Linked DNA regions of Mus musculus: region 1 is linked to region 2. A link is a contact called in public Micro-C data. All regions are on one chromosome and are shown on one strand. The core of a region is the stretch at or near the end of the contact, and the rest is flanking DNA. Distances in the headings are between cores, read along the strand shown.

Region 1 (7,312 bases), core at 2,018-4,517, 200 kb before region 2:
CCAGGGCCCACACCGTAAGAAGTTCTGAAAACTGTCCTCTAACCATATGTGCACTTTGGCATGAGCACCACTCCCCTCACACACAATAAATGGATAAATGTAATACATACAATAATAGATAAATAGCCAAATGTGGTGGTTCATGCGTGTGGTTCCAGCACTCAGGAGATGGAAGGAGGAGGATCAGAATTTCAAGGTCAGCCCAGCAAGGGTGGTGCTACACGCCTTTAACCCCAGCACTCTGCAGGCAGAGGCAAATGGGTCTCTGAGTTCGAGGCTAGCCTGGTCTACAGAGTGAGTTCCAGATCAGCCAAGGCTACACAGAGAAAGCTTGTCTTGAAAAATAAAACAAGAGTCTGGAGAGATGGCTCAGTGGTTAAGAGCACTGACTGCCCTTTCAAAGGTCCTGAGTTCAAATTCCAGCAACCACATGGTGACTCATAACCACCAGTAATGAGATCTGACGCCCTCTTCTGGTGTGTCTGAAGTCAGCAACAGTGTACTTATTTATAATAATAAATAAATCTTTAGGCTGGAGCTAGCAGGGACTGAGTGAGCGAGGTTGACTGGAACGAGCAAGTGGGGCCGACGGGAGCGAGCAGAGGTCCTAAAAATTCAATTCTCAATAACTACATGAAGGCTCGCAACCATCTGTACAGCTACAGTGTACTCGTATAAATAAATAAATATTTTTTAAAAAGAAAAAGAAAACAAACAAACAAAAACTCAAAAAAAAATCAAAGTCTTCAGCTACATAGAAAGTTCTAGACCAGCCTAGGCTTTAGCCCTAGGTAAAAAAACCAAGCAAGTAATAACAAAACAGCAGAAAAGGTAATAATCATAGGCTAAAGATGTACCTCAGAGATAGAATGTTCCCCAAAGGCTAAGGTTCTTGGTTCAACATCCAATATTGATGGAGAGAGAAAAAATACTCCCATGGCAGGCAGGACGGCTCAGTGTACAAAGGGAAATGAGTCAGATCCTAAGGCTCCAAATGAAAAAAAGAGAAAAATCCACTCCTGCAGAGAAACACCTGCACTACCCTCCCTGCCCCATGTTCTAAGCAATTATAAGCAGAAAATTAAGTACACATGGCATTTATAATTATTACGTTATTTACCTCGGTTTGTTAAGACAGAGCCCTCCTCTGTAGCCCAGGCTGCCTAAAACTCAGTCTGTGGTCCAGGCTGGCCTCAAACCTAAACCAATTGCCCTTGGAGCCTCCTAATTGATAACCATAGGCCACCCTTCCCCAGGCCTCTGATTTCTACAGGGTTCTTTTAAATTGTAAATACTATACCTGGGCACATCCAAGAATGTTGTGGTCTCCATCAGAAGCCCCAGAAAGCTCTGGGGTCGTTCATTCTCACCAGGTGGCCATTCCTCGGTACTTCATGCAGTGCAGACCAGGCTTCTGGCTGGGCTTCTGGTGGTTATTATTGTTTGTTTTGGTTTTTGGTTTATTTTTCGAGACAGGATTTCTCTGTGTAGTCCTGGCTGTCCTGGAACTCACTCTGTAGACCAGGCTGGCCTCAAACTCAGAAATCCGCCGGCCTCTGCCTCCCAAGTGCTGGGATTAAAGGCATCCGCCACCATGCCTGGCCCAGCTGGTTATTTTATTTTGTATGTATGGGTATCTTCCCTGCATGTATGTCTGTGTACCTCACGTGTACCTGATACTCTCTGATCTTCTTGGAGGCTAAAAGAGGTTGTCAGATGCCCCTGAAGCTGAGTTACAATTTTGAGTTGCTATGTGGTTGCTAGAGATAGAAATGAAGCCCCTGGAACATTAGACAATGAGTGTCCTTAGCCTCTCCTGCCCCTGGGGTTTGTTCTGTAGTTTTGTTTTGTTTTTTTTAAAACATTGTGTCTTTGTGTGTCAGGGGTACAAAAAAGTGCTGTAAAATTCAGAGGTTCTCCTTCTTCTTGGTTTTTCAAGGCAGGGTTTTTCTGTGTATCCCTGGCTGTCCTCGAACTCACTCTGTAGAGCAGGATGGCCTCAAATTCATAGATCCGCCTGCTTCTGCCTCCAGAATGAGGGGAGTAAAGGCCTTTGCTACCACTTCCTAATTTAGGAGTCACTTCTTAGGAGCTGTCCATCTTGGTTGAATTTTTTTTTTTTTTTTTTTTTTTTTTTTTTTGAGACAGGGTCTATGTACCTGGTCCTCCCGCTAGATGTGTGTGTGTGTGTGTGTGTGTGTGTGTGTGTGAGAGAGAGAGAGAGAGAGAGAGAGAGAGAGAGAGAGAGAAAGAGAGAGAGAGACTCATCTTCTACCATGTGGGTCCTGGGGATCAAACTCAGGTCAAGCTTGGTAACAAACATCCTCACTCACTGAGCCCACCTGCCCACCCTTAAAATTTCTTTTTCAGAGCAGACTCCTGCAAAAATAAAACATATCTAATCTCTTATCAGTTCAACTACAAACAGCCTCATCTTCACCACCCCTCCCCAATACCCAGACAGAGAATACAATTTGTTTTGTCTTTATAAGATTTATTTTGTTTTTTATTTATTTTATTTTATTTTGGAGACCAGTCTCAGTCTTCCTAGAGTAGGGATTACAGATATTTACCACCACGTCGTTTGTAGCAGGTCTCAAAAACAAAGATATTTCACTTCGTCTTGTTCACACACACACACACACACACACCATTCTCACTTACAAGCCTTCTGCCCTTGGTCATCTAGGGACCTCTACCTAGAACAGGTTGTCTTCCTTTTAGCTTTACCCAGGGACCATTTGTCCTGAAGAATTGTGCCCAAGTGGGACCAAGTGGGGCAGACCTAGGGCACTTTAATAAATCTAACGTGATACCAGAGATCCCAACATAGTGGCACACTGTCACCCCAGCCCTTGAGAAAGGGAGAGAGCAAAAAACAAAAAAACAAACCCAAAAAAACAAAAAACAAAACTAGGGGTTCAAGGTCATCCTCAGCTACAGCGCCCCAGCTCCAGGCCAGCCTGGGCTCCACAAAACCCAAACTGAATCTAGTGACAATGAGAAAGCAGCGTGCAGGGTGACAGACAACGCCCGAGGGGTAGGTGACCACGGGGCAGGGCGGGGCAAGGACAGTAAGAGGCAACCACGCGTGAAAGCAGCAAGCTAGCACACAATGGGCCTGGGAGGGCAGAGCGTGCGCGCGGCGCCCCGGGGGCCGGCCGCCGCACCACGTGGGCCGCAGAGCGCGCCGGGGCCAGCAGCGGGCCCCGTCGGCCCAAGGCCGGGCGCGGCGGCGCGCGCATGCGTGCGTGCGACTTGCGATCAGGCAGCGCGGCGGACAGCCCCGGTAGCGGGGCGGGCGGGGGGAGGAGGAGTTATATTGCGGGGTCCTTCCTCGCTGGCCCGCTGGTTCCTCAAGGAGCGGAGACGGCAAATGGCGGACTTCGATACCTACGACGATCGGGCCTACAGCAGCTTCGGCGGCGGTAGAGGGTGAGGCGAGCGGGGCGCGGTCAGGCGGGCCAGCGGCTCGGCCGGGGGGAGTGCCGAAAGGTTCGAAGGGGGAGGCGGCCTTGCCGCGCTCACTCGAGACGGGCGGCGGGAAGCGGCCTGAGCAGGCCCGAGGCGAGGCCTGGAAATGGCGCGCTCCGGGAGCGGCTGGCGACGGTTAGGCTGCGGGTCTCTCGCTTGCTCGCGGCGCACATCCTGCCCTCGGCTCCGCGCCGGCCCCGGACCCGGCACCCTGCGGGGCCTCGGTCGGAAAGTTAGATCACAGCGACACCGGAGGGTTTCCCGGGGATACCAGTGCCCGCCCGCCGCGTCCAGCTTTCTCCCCAGCGCGCTCCGGGCTGGGATGCAGCGCGGAAGCGGGCGGCGGCGGCGGAAGCGGCCTGCCCCTCTCCAGGGTCCCCGCTGCCTGGCGGAGCCCCTGGGTCGCTTCTGCGAGAGGCCCGCCGGCAGCGAGAGGGGCGATTTCCCTTCCGATTCGAGTCTGGATGCTGGGACCGTCGGATCCAGCGAGGGAGACAGGGAGCGGGGACCTGAACCAAAACAAATCCACCGTAGTGGGGAGTGTGCGTGGCTCTTTCTCTCTGCCTCCCTGGCGTTTCGAATGCCTTATTGACAGATACTACGTGTCTGCTGGCGGAGATTGTTGATTTCTTCCCAGTTTCTTCCCTGACCTGGGGAATCGCTTTCGCTTCGTTCTGATTCCGGTCAGATAAAGACAACATACTTTAAAACCAGTCCTCCTCCCACCTCCCTAAATCCTTTACTGATGAATAGATAGCTCCTGGTGCATAATTCCAAAAAACGGGCGCCCGGATAGTTTGTGCCCTTTTAAATAACACGTTACCAGCTGGGGTTGTGGCTCAGTCACAGAGCGATTGTCTAGCATATCTTGGATTCAGTCTCCTGCCAAACAATAGAAATAAACAAGCATCAGCCACTTGCTTTTTTTTCTTTTTTTTTTTTAAGCTTATAGGAGTTTTATGGGACAATTTAATCGTCTTGTTTATTTGTCAAGGACACACTTGGCTTTTATCCTTTTTTACAGCAAAGGTGACTTGCCCGGAGAATATCACAATAGTTGTACTGAGGTGTTGGGTTTCCTAGGTGGCTGCCCCCAAAGTGTCTTTTGTTAGGTGAAGAATGATCACCTTTAAATACCTGGGTTTGAGAGTGAGTCACAGTCTTGTTTGGTTGCAGTAGTGTACTGGGTACTCTTCATGCTTTCAGAAGGAGGAAGTTGGGGCTAAGGTGGAGCCACACGTATTTTATTTGCTAATAAAAATAAAAATAGGTGTTGGATGAAATGTTAGCATGAATACCCTTGGGGATGGCTTTCTAGGTATGGGATTTGTACTAACGTCCCATTGGGTTGTTTTTTTTGTTTTAAAGATAGAGTCTTGGTGTGTATGTAATTCTGGCCAACTTGGAACACGCCATGCAGACCAGGTGAATTCAGCCCACCTCTGCCTTCCCAGTGGTGGGATTAGAGGCCTGAGCCGGCATGCTCAGTTTGGGTTGGGTTGTTTTTCTCTACTTGAAAGAAGTAAATGTGCTCAGGGGCTCTTTTTTTCCTACTCGAATCCTCATACTGTAGAGAGGTTGAGGCAGGAGAAACCCAAGTTTCAGACAGCCTGGACTACATAGTGAGGTCTTATCTCAAAGGGGAAGAAAACGCCTTTGAACAAACTTCCCAACCTTTGATGATGATGGAAAGGTCATTAGACTTAGCACATGCCACAAATGAGACCCTTGAATAACTTTAAAACATTAGAAAAAAATTCAAATCTCTCAAGATGCAACTTATTTGAAATACTTATAGGCAGATGAAAATGTTAGCCATTTACCTAGATGATCTCTCAAAGCTAATTTGAGATTCTTAACTTTTGGTTTTTCGATACAGGGTTTCTCTATGTAGCCCTCCCTGACTGTCCTGGGACTCACTGTGTAGACCAAGCTGGCCTTGAACTCAGAAATCCTCCTGCCTCTGCCTCCCAAGTGCTGGGATTAAAGGCGTGCTCGTGCGCCACCAAGCCTGGCGATTCTTAACACTCCTTTAAGCATCCCTTAAAGATGTTCTGAAAAGGGCTGGTGAGATGGCTCAGTGGGTAAGAGCACCCGACTGTTCTTCCAAAGGTCCAGAGTTCAAATCCCAGCAACCACATGGTGGCTCACAGCCATCTGTAACAAGATCTGACTCCCTCTTCTGGAGTGTCTGAAGACAGCTACAGTGTACTTACATATAATAAATAAATAAATCTTTAAAAAAAAAAAAAAAAAGATGTTCTGAAAGTCCCTTTACTTATTAACACCTCTTTGAATTGAAATTTTCAAGTTGTTTTCTTTTTTTGGGATACAGTCTCACTATGTAGGTAGTCCTGGCTGTCCTTGGAAAACAGATCTCCTGCCTCTACCTTCAAGCACTGGATTTAAAGGCCTGCATCACGGGTACCAGGCATTTTGACTGGCTTGTTCACATGGAAGTACATTTTTCAATTTCTTTACTCATTTTTTTGGTATGAGTGTTTTGTCTGCGCATGTCTCCTTTCCTGGTGTCTAAAGAGATGTCTGGGATGAGTTATGAGCCACCCTGTAGGTGCTTTGGTAGAATAGCTGATGCTCTTGGTAAGAGCTGAGCCATCTCCCAGGCCCTTGGGGGTAGGCATTTTGAGACAGTTCTATAGAATCCTGCCTTGTCTTGGAACTGTGTAGACCAGGCTGGGAACTCAGAGATCCTCCTGCCCTGCCTCCTGAGTACCCCCTTTGCACCCCCCCCCCTTTTCTGTTCTATTTTAGGTAGGATCTCTTTTTGGTTTTTTCAAGACAGGGTTTCTCTGTGTAGCCCTGGCTGTCCTAGAACTCACTCTGTAGACCAGGCTGGCCTCGAACTCAGAAATCCACCTGCCTCTGCCTCCTAAGTGCTGGGATTAAAGGGTGTGCCACCACTGCCCGGCAGGTAGGCTCTCTTGTAGCCTAGGTTGTGGCACACTCGGTAGGCAGGATGACTTTGGACTAACATTCACCTGTCTCTATCATTTTGGTGCTTTTTTTTTTCCTTTCTTGTTTGTGAGGGGATGTTTGATTTTTGTTTTGTTGTTGTTTTGAGACAGGGTTTCTCTGAAGCCTGAGGCAGGAGGATTCCAAGTGAAAAATTCCAAGATTGTCGTCACTAAGTCTTTATTTTATGTTTTACAGAAGAACAGATCTGCCTCCGCTGACTTGTTTTGGGTGGATTTTTTTGTTTTGTAGTCTCATTTCTTCCCCTCCAGCTCAGCTGAGTACTGAACCAAGTCTTGTTCTCCCCTCTCTGAAGCTGAAAATTTACAGTATGGTAGAAGAGGTGACTAGATATCTTTGGTGATTGATCTTTTAATTGCTGTATTGGTGATGTTCATATCAGCAGTTATCTTTATGCTCTGCAGTACTTTAACCTTATAGGTGCCTCAGCATATATTGGGAAGATCATCTTGTACTTAATCATTTGTGTGAGGCACTTTCCCCTGGTCCAGGACATGAGGGCGATAGCTGTGGCCTGACTTTCAGAGTTACACATTGTCCAAAAGCTTTCATTAAGGCCTCAGGATTGCAGTCTCTGGTGCACCTCTTTGGAGGGACCCAAGCCTGTTTTGTAGATGTGTTATGGTCCTGCAGTTGTCAGGAAGTGAGGGCTGAAAGCATGGCTTTCCTCAAGCCTACCCATGTGCAGATCCATCCTCAGCGGGGAGCAAGCATTGCTCTCAAGCAAATCAAGACCGAATTCCCAGTCCTCGAGAGTTGAGTGTGCTCTCCACCCCACCCACCCCCTGGTTTTTTCGAGACAGGGTTTCTCTGTATAGCCCCGGCTGTCCTGGAACTCACTCTG
Region 2 (6,841 bases), core at 1,641-4,140:
TATGATCTCACGGATGGCTGGCCCGTGAGGTTATGGGAATTTTCCTGACTTCACCTCCTATCTAGCAGTAGAAGTAATGGGACTATGGGTGTGTGCGTCAGTGTCTGCACTTGTGTGCTTTCTGGGGACTTGAACTTGTTCTGGGATAGTGTTTCTCTGTGTAGCCCTGGCTGCCCTGGAACTCCTTTTGTAGACCAGGCTGGCCTTGAACTCACAAAGATGTGCCTGCCTCTACCTCTCAGTCCCTGCCTGTCTCTCAAGTGCTGGGATTAAAGGCATGCTGCTTTCGCCATTACCACCTCCTCCTGGCTATAAAGAATGTTTTTATATTACCTGTCTGTTTCCTGGACCCAATAACTGCTTGCAGGTCTCAGCTTGGAAGACCTTTTTTTGTGGCGAGTGTCCTTGATCTTCTCCGCTTCTCCAAGCTTGTCTCACGAGTTTCTCCTAGGAGTCCTGTCGCCTGAGTCTTGAGGCCCAGCCACAAATGAGAGAGGTGTCCTTTTGTCTGTAATGTTCACAGATGGAGTAGTCAGTTTCCATCAAGGCAGACTGGACAGATCTAGTCCAGTTCACAGTTGCATGCCTAAGCACCTTGCCCTGTACTTAAGAGGGTCCAAGGCATATGTGCAAGTGGACATAGATACCAGATTTGGATCACAAGTACAATTCCTGTCTGGGCTGCAGAGCAAGTTCAAGGCAAGCCGGCACAACTCACTGAACCTGGGTCAAAATAGAAAGTAAGCCCGGTGTGTTGGCATGCACTTTTAATCCTAGCACTCTGGGGGGGCAGAGGCAGGGGCATCTCTGTGAGTTAAACACTAGCCTGGTCTGCTTAGCAAATTTTAGTGCAGCCCGGGCTACATAGTGAGTCCCAGTCTCAAACAAAATAAAGCACAGAATAGAAAGTCAATCCAGACATGGGTGGTGCAGCCCTGTAATCCCAGCATCCAGGATGTGAATCAGGAGGATCAGGAGTTCAAGGTCAGCCTCTGTTGTATAACAAGTTCAAAGCCAGACTGAGCAACTTGAGATCCTGTCTCCTGCCACTGGATCCCCTGTACTTACTGCAGGGGGTTGGTTAACTACTTGATGGCTTTGAGTCTTCTGAGAGGCCGTCAGCTGAACCATGGCAAGCAAGAAAGGGACGCTAGCCATAAAACTGGTCAGAGCATCATCTAAAATTCCCCATGGAGGAAAAGATCTCGGGTATGGTCCACAGGGGAGCGAGCTACTGAGTTTCACTCTTCAAAACCCCTGGTGTCTCCTAGAGGAACTGTTATGCCTCCTAATGCCCACTTGAATCCCTGAAAATACAGTGGTTACAGCTTGATAGGTAGGGGGCTAACACCCAGGACAAGCTTCCTCCCGGAGGGGCCTCAGGAAACTCTGATGATGGGGGTAGATGGGTTATCTTAGATGTTGTCCCATGCTGGGATGAGTTCATGCAGTCTTGGGAACAAAAGCCCTAGCTTTTTTTTCTATGTGCCCTTAAACTCAGTGGAGGGAGGCATCACATGACACAAATCACACACTCAGCTGCCTGGGTTTTATTCTGGTATAGGCGTTGTGTCTCTAGTTGATGGGCTGTATCCATTCTCTCTCTCTCTCTCTCTCTCTCTCTCTCTCTCTCTCAATAATTTATTTCTATTTTATGTGCCGTGGTGTTTTGCCTGTGTGAGGGTATCTCAGATCGCCTGGAGGTAGAGTTACAGATGGTTGTGAGCTGCTATGTGGGTGCTGGGAATTGAACCTAGGTTTTCTGGAAGAGCAGTCAGGGCTCTTAACTGCTGAACCACCTCTCCAGCCTCCTGTGCCCATCCACTTATGATTTACAAGGAACTCTGAAGACTTCTAAGCATGGGTGTGAGGAGGGAAGGTGGGCAGGGCAGGGCAGGGGTGAGACTTAGCTGTAGAGCATTTGCCTAGAATCCCCCAGTGAGGGGCTGGGGGCGTGGCTCAGCTGTGAGATACTTGGCTAGCCTTGAGTTGAATCCGAGGAATTCAGGAGGGCAGGGAGCCTAAAGGATCGGAACATGCTGATACACACTTGCAATTCTAGCTCTCCAGAGACTGAGGTAGGAGGCTGACAGGTTCCAGTGATATATAGCAGTGCCTGTCAGACCTCAGTCACATGGCCTAAAAGCCCAGGTTCCTGGTGAGCATCTCTTTGGAACCCGGTGGATCCTTTCTGACTTAGTCAATGCCCCTCCATAATTGCTTTTTTCCAAACTTAACCATTTCACCCCTGCTGGCTCAGTTCCTAGTTGTTCATCCCCAGACTGCCGTCCGGTCACCGTAATCAGTATCCAGTCACCGAAAAACCAGGAGCAGAGCCAGCCGGGGTGGGACTGTCTTCAAAAGTAAAATAAAAACGTAAGCTCTTCTTTTGCTGCCCTAGAAATTGTAGCCTGCTCATGAAGCGTGGGTTTCTGTCCAATTAATCGGAGTCACATAGCATTATGTAGGCTGGCGTAGGACTGAGACGGGGCAAGTGGGACCTGGGATGAAATCCATGAAGAGCAGCTTCTTGGATGTTGTGGCGCGTATAGGGGTTAGAGTGAGAGCAGACAAAGCAGGAGCTGGGGAGTGGAGCGGTCAGGTAGAGCCAGGGGCAGCGGTCAGCAGGACTGCGTGGCCGAAGGATTGTAGAGAATGTTGTGACATTGGTTCAGATAGTAGAAGAGATCAGACTAAGGCAGAAAAGGTTGTAGGCTGTCCTTCTGGGGCTGAAGCCAAGAGAACCCTCAGATAACTAACTCCTAGTTTAAGTTCCGTTTGCAGATAGGGAAACTGAGGTTGTGGAAGCCAAGTATCCTGATCCACACCGCACAGCCTTTCCTGGGGGCTCCGCTCTCATCCCATTGGTTCAGAGGGTAGAAGGACAGGCAGCAGTGGGCGGGGCAGCCAGCTCGGAAGGGTGAGTCGTCCTCCGCCCCCCCAGCCAGCGCCCAGGGTTAGATCATCCCAGAGCCTTTGGCAGTTTTCCATGCAGCCTTCATTTCCCGACATGAAAGGACCTGATGCCCCTCCACCTCCTAGATCTTCTCAGAAGGCGTGTTTACGTCTGGCAGGGGGTCTCCAGAGACACCAGCTAGGGCCTCCCACCACAGCCTCGCCCTGGGGCTGGCTCTGCTTCAACTCTGGCTTTTCTGCACTCCATCCTGACATCCATCCTGTACCAGAATAAATATATTGGGATACCAGTGTGGAGAAGCATGAATCTACCGCTGGGAGTCAGAGTCTCCTGGGCTTCCAGCTAAAAGATAAGCTTTCATCTACCGCTCTGTTCCTTCTACCTGTGTGTGGAGGCCACATGGACAGTATGCAAGAGTTGACATCAGAGCAATAGGGGTGGGGGAGAACTTGGTTATCACAGTTGCTCAGTAATTAAGGTTGCCTAGCCTGGTGTCAGACGCTGACCGCTGTCTGTGTGGCCTCACATGTAGCCCTCACCATGTCCAGATCTGTTGATACTCTGCCATGAAGCAGCTGAGGTAAGGAGAGGAACTTGTGAGGAGAGGCTTGTGGCTCTGAGCCACGCCCCCAGCCCATCACTGGAGGATTCTAGGCAGGGGCTCTACCACTGAGCCACGCCCCCAGCCCCTCTCTGGGGGATTCTAGGCAGGTGCTCTACAACTGAGCCACATCCCAGTCCCTCACTGGGTGATTCCAGGCAATGTTAGTATCTACAGGAAGACTTTTTATGTCAATGCTGGCACCTTCTACTCCATCTGCCATCAGTCACTCAGATACAACCTGTTGCGAGCCGACCTGCCGCTCACAAGAAACGGGGTACACCTGGGAGGCAGACTGGAGCTGAAAGAGAGAGAACTAGACGGTCGAGAGAAAAATGGAGCTAAGTCAAGGTTCCTGATCAAAGCTCAAATGTTTAATAGAAAACTGTGCTTAAAAAGGGGGGGGGGGGGAGGCTCATCCCCTGCTAATCCATTCTTGGAGCCTGGAACCAGCTGCAGGATAGGGTGTAGTCTCTGGAATAGCTCCGCAGCCTCTCAGCAGGTAGTAGTGTCTTGAAGGAGAACAGTGGCAGTGGCTGAACAATAGTCATCTGGGCAGGAAGGCTCCACCCTAGGTAATCTCCTTAGTGGCAGCAAGGTCAAAGTCTGGATCAGCCTGTTTCAGGCTGGGGGGTTACAACAACCATTTAAGTTGAAGACAGATCGCCTATATTCTGATGACCCCATAAGAATTCTCTGGCCTCAAACTGGGGGTGTAGTTCCATTGATAGAGTACTTACCTTAGTGGCAGGGGACCCTGGGTTCCATTCACAGCACCACATAAACCAGGTGTAGTGTCATATACCTGTGACCCCAGCCCTGGTAAGGGGGAGGCAGGAGGATCAGGAGTTCAGGGCCATCCTCCACTGCATTGCAAGTTGGGAGGCTAACCCGGGCTAGTTGAAACCCTGTCTCAAGCAAGCAGTCAATCAAAGCTGTTTGACTTAGCACTGCTGCGCCTGTCTGGTTTGTTGATGTGTACACTGGGGGTGCACACAACACAGGAATTGGCCAACAGCGCTTTTCTCTCAGTGTTTTGTGGTTGTCCCTTGATGTGTGAGTACCTGTTGTATAGCAGACACTGTTGTTGGTGCCATCTATCCGCAGTGGTCAGAATGAGAAGGGAGGTCGGTTGGGACCACCATCTCTACCACATCAAGCTTTTGGGTCAGACCACCACACTGCTTTCCCATCAGATGGAATGTAGGAGAAACTGGCCATGAGGTGCTTTGAGGTGGTCACCTGAATTTCTAACCAGTGTCTGGGCCCGTGAAAAGGGAGTGGAGTCCAGGCGCCCCACTGGACGTGGGTCTTCAACTCGGCGTGTAGGAGGCTTCAGGAAGCAAGGTCCTCTTAACCCTGGGTGGTGCGTGTCTCATTAAACCATGCTTTTCTTCCTAAAGAAGGAAGCTCCGTGGAGCCCACCATGACTCTCACAGCCTCTACCGTCCACTCTGTTGACCTCTCAAGTCCCTGTCCCCCTAGGGTTTTGGTGTCCTCACATCTTTCCTGACCTTTGACCTGCCATTCCGAGGCTCTCAGTGGCCAGTCTTTTACCTGCCTAACTCCACCTTCTTGTTCTTTCTATACCTCGGCCGCTTTCTCATCCATCCCTTGTTCTCCGCGATACCCCCCATAGCTCTCCAGCCCAGGGCCCTGCCCGGAGGCCCCTTAGCCTTGGGCATCCAATCAGAGGCTCAGCTTCTCCCCTTCTGCCTTCTTTCTTTCCCAGGGTATTGGTATCCCTGTGAATGTTTGAGTTGGGTGTCTCAGGACCCCGTGTACCCCTAAACCACCGTCCTGACGTCTTCCTGTCTGCTTTAGGCTTGGCATCATCCTCGCTTCTCTTCTCAGGCAGCTTTACATGAGCCATGACCCCTCAGTCCTGTTGGACATTGCACCTGCTCTAAGCCCTTCTCTGTGTGTTTCCTGTTGTGTTGGCGTGAAGGTCCTTGGTCCCAGGGCCTTAAGGCCACTCTCGGTTGTCCCGCTACTTCCTGCTCCTCACCTCATCACTGCACACCCTGATCTCCACCTCACCCACTTGCCCAGCCTCCAGCCGAGGTTGCTGCCCTGCTCAACCCTGACCGCGACACGTGGGCGGCCCAGGCTGGCGGCTGGGTTTCCTGGGCAGCCAGTCATTTGGCAAGCCTTCAAAGTCTGCTCGGCTCTGTGGCCTGGGAGGTGGGTACTTTGGGCTGGGGCGGGGCAGGCGTCCCCCTTGATGACCGCGTTGCTGAGGTCATCTCTGGCATCATCTCCTTTGGGGAGCCACTCCTCCCCACCCCCCATCGCCGCCCATCATTTTGTGCTTCTTGCTTGCCACTAATTTTGCCTTTTGAGGGTTTTTGTTTGTTGAGGTCAGGTCTTCTACAGCCCAGGCTGGCTTCAACCAGGCCCAGTTTATGACTGAGCCCAGGGCTTTGTGCTTGCTGGGGACATATTCTGCCAGCCCAGCTACATTCCTACTCTGTTGCGAGCTGGCCTGCGGCTCACATGGACCGGGTACACCTGGGTGGCAGGCGGGGACTGAAAGAAACTAGGCGGTCGAGAGAAATAAAGGAGGCCAAGTCAAGGTTCCTGATCTAGGCTCAAATGTTTAATAGCAATCTGTGTCTATAAAGTGGGGGGGGGGGGGCCCATTCCCGCCCATCCATTCTTGGTGTCTGGAACCAGCTGCAGGTGATGACGTGCAGGACAGGGTGTGGTCTCCGGAATATCTCAGGGGCCTCTCAGCAGGTAGCAACTTCTTGAAGGAGAGCAGCATAGAGCCATCTAGGCAGGAAGGCTCCACCCCAGGTGATCTAATTCTCAGTGGCAACCGAGTCTGAACCAGCCTGCTTCAGACTGGGGGAGGCTACACTATTCTACTACACTTCTATCCTGGACAGAGTGCAGTCGTAGTCAAAGGAACAAAGATGGCTGGTGCTTGTAACCCCAGCACTGGGGAGACTGAGGCAGGAGAATCAGGAGTTCAAAGTCATCCTCAGCTACATAGCAAGTTGGCAGCCAGCCTCGGGTCCCCGTCGTCAGCGCTACATGTATTGATGTGGTGATAGATGTCTGTCCTCCAGGATTTAGGGGGATGAGCCGGGAGGACCAGGGGATTCAGGGTCCTTTTTCAGCTACGTCAAAAATTAGAGGCCAGGCTAAACTGACTGAGGCCCAGCCTCAGAAAACAAAACGAAACATCACCCCCCCCCCCAAAAAAACCCTCAAAAACTGGTTCGAATCCCAGTAGTCTGTGTTTTTGTCTTGTCATAGAGATATCCCTTCCCAGCTTGACGCCCAAGCATGCTGATGTGGTGTGTGTGAGCTCCTGG

The links. A called contact is a pair of places that touch in the nucleus more often than the background predicts.
Region 1: a contact with region 2 is called in a Micro-C map of embryonic stem cells, with 4 times the contacts expected there. The contact joins the promoter of Eif4h here to the enhancer-like site in region 2. A contact is called at or near these places in 1 of 39 promoter capture datasets (the HPC-7 cell line), 1 of 484 Hi-C or Micro-C datasets (embryonic stem cells) and 4 of 115 datasets of contacts at active chromatin or transcription factors (bone marrow-derived macrophages, embryonic stem cells and memory CD8 T cells).

Annotation. Positions count from the first base shown.
Region 1 is chr5:134,635,364-134,642,675 of GRCm38.p6, reverse strand. Eif4h (eukaryotic translation initiation factor 4H) reads left to right here and starts at 3,267. Exons shown (of 7, transcript NM_033561.2): 1 at 3,267-3,435. The coding sequence starts at 3,377.
Region 2 is chr5:134,436,425-134,443,265 of GRCm38.p6, reverse strand. The region is part of intron 1 of Gtf2ird1 (general transcription factor II I repeat domain-containing 1); the gene reads left to right. Among named protein-coding and RNA genes, the nearest start is that of Gtf2ird1, 17 kb to the left of the region's middle. Within about 2 kb of position 2,890, at least 47 of the 459 cell types and tissues checked have an H3K27ac peak or open chromatin away from gene starts, as enhancers often do. A contact at or near this core is called in embryonic stem cells, where this site is marked.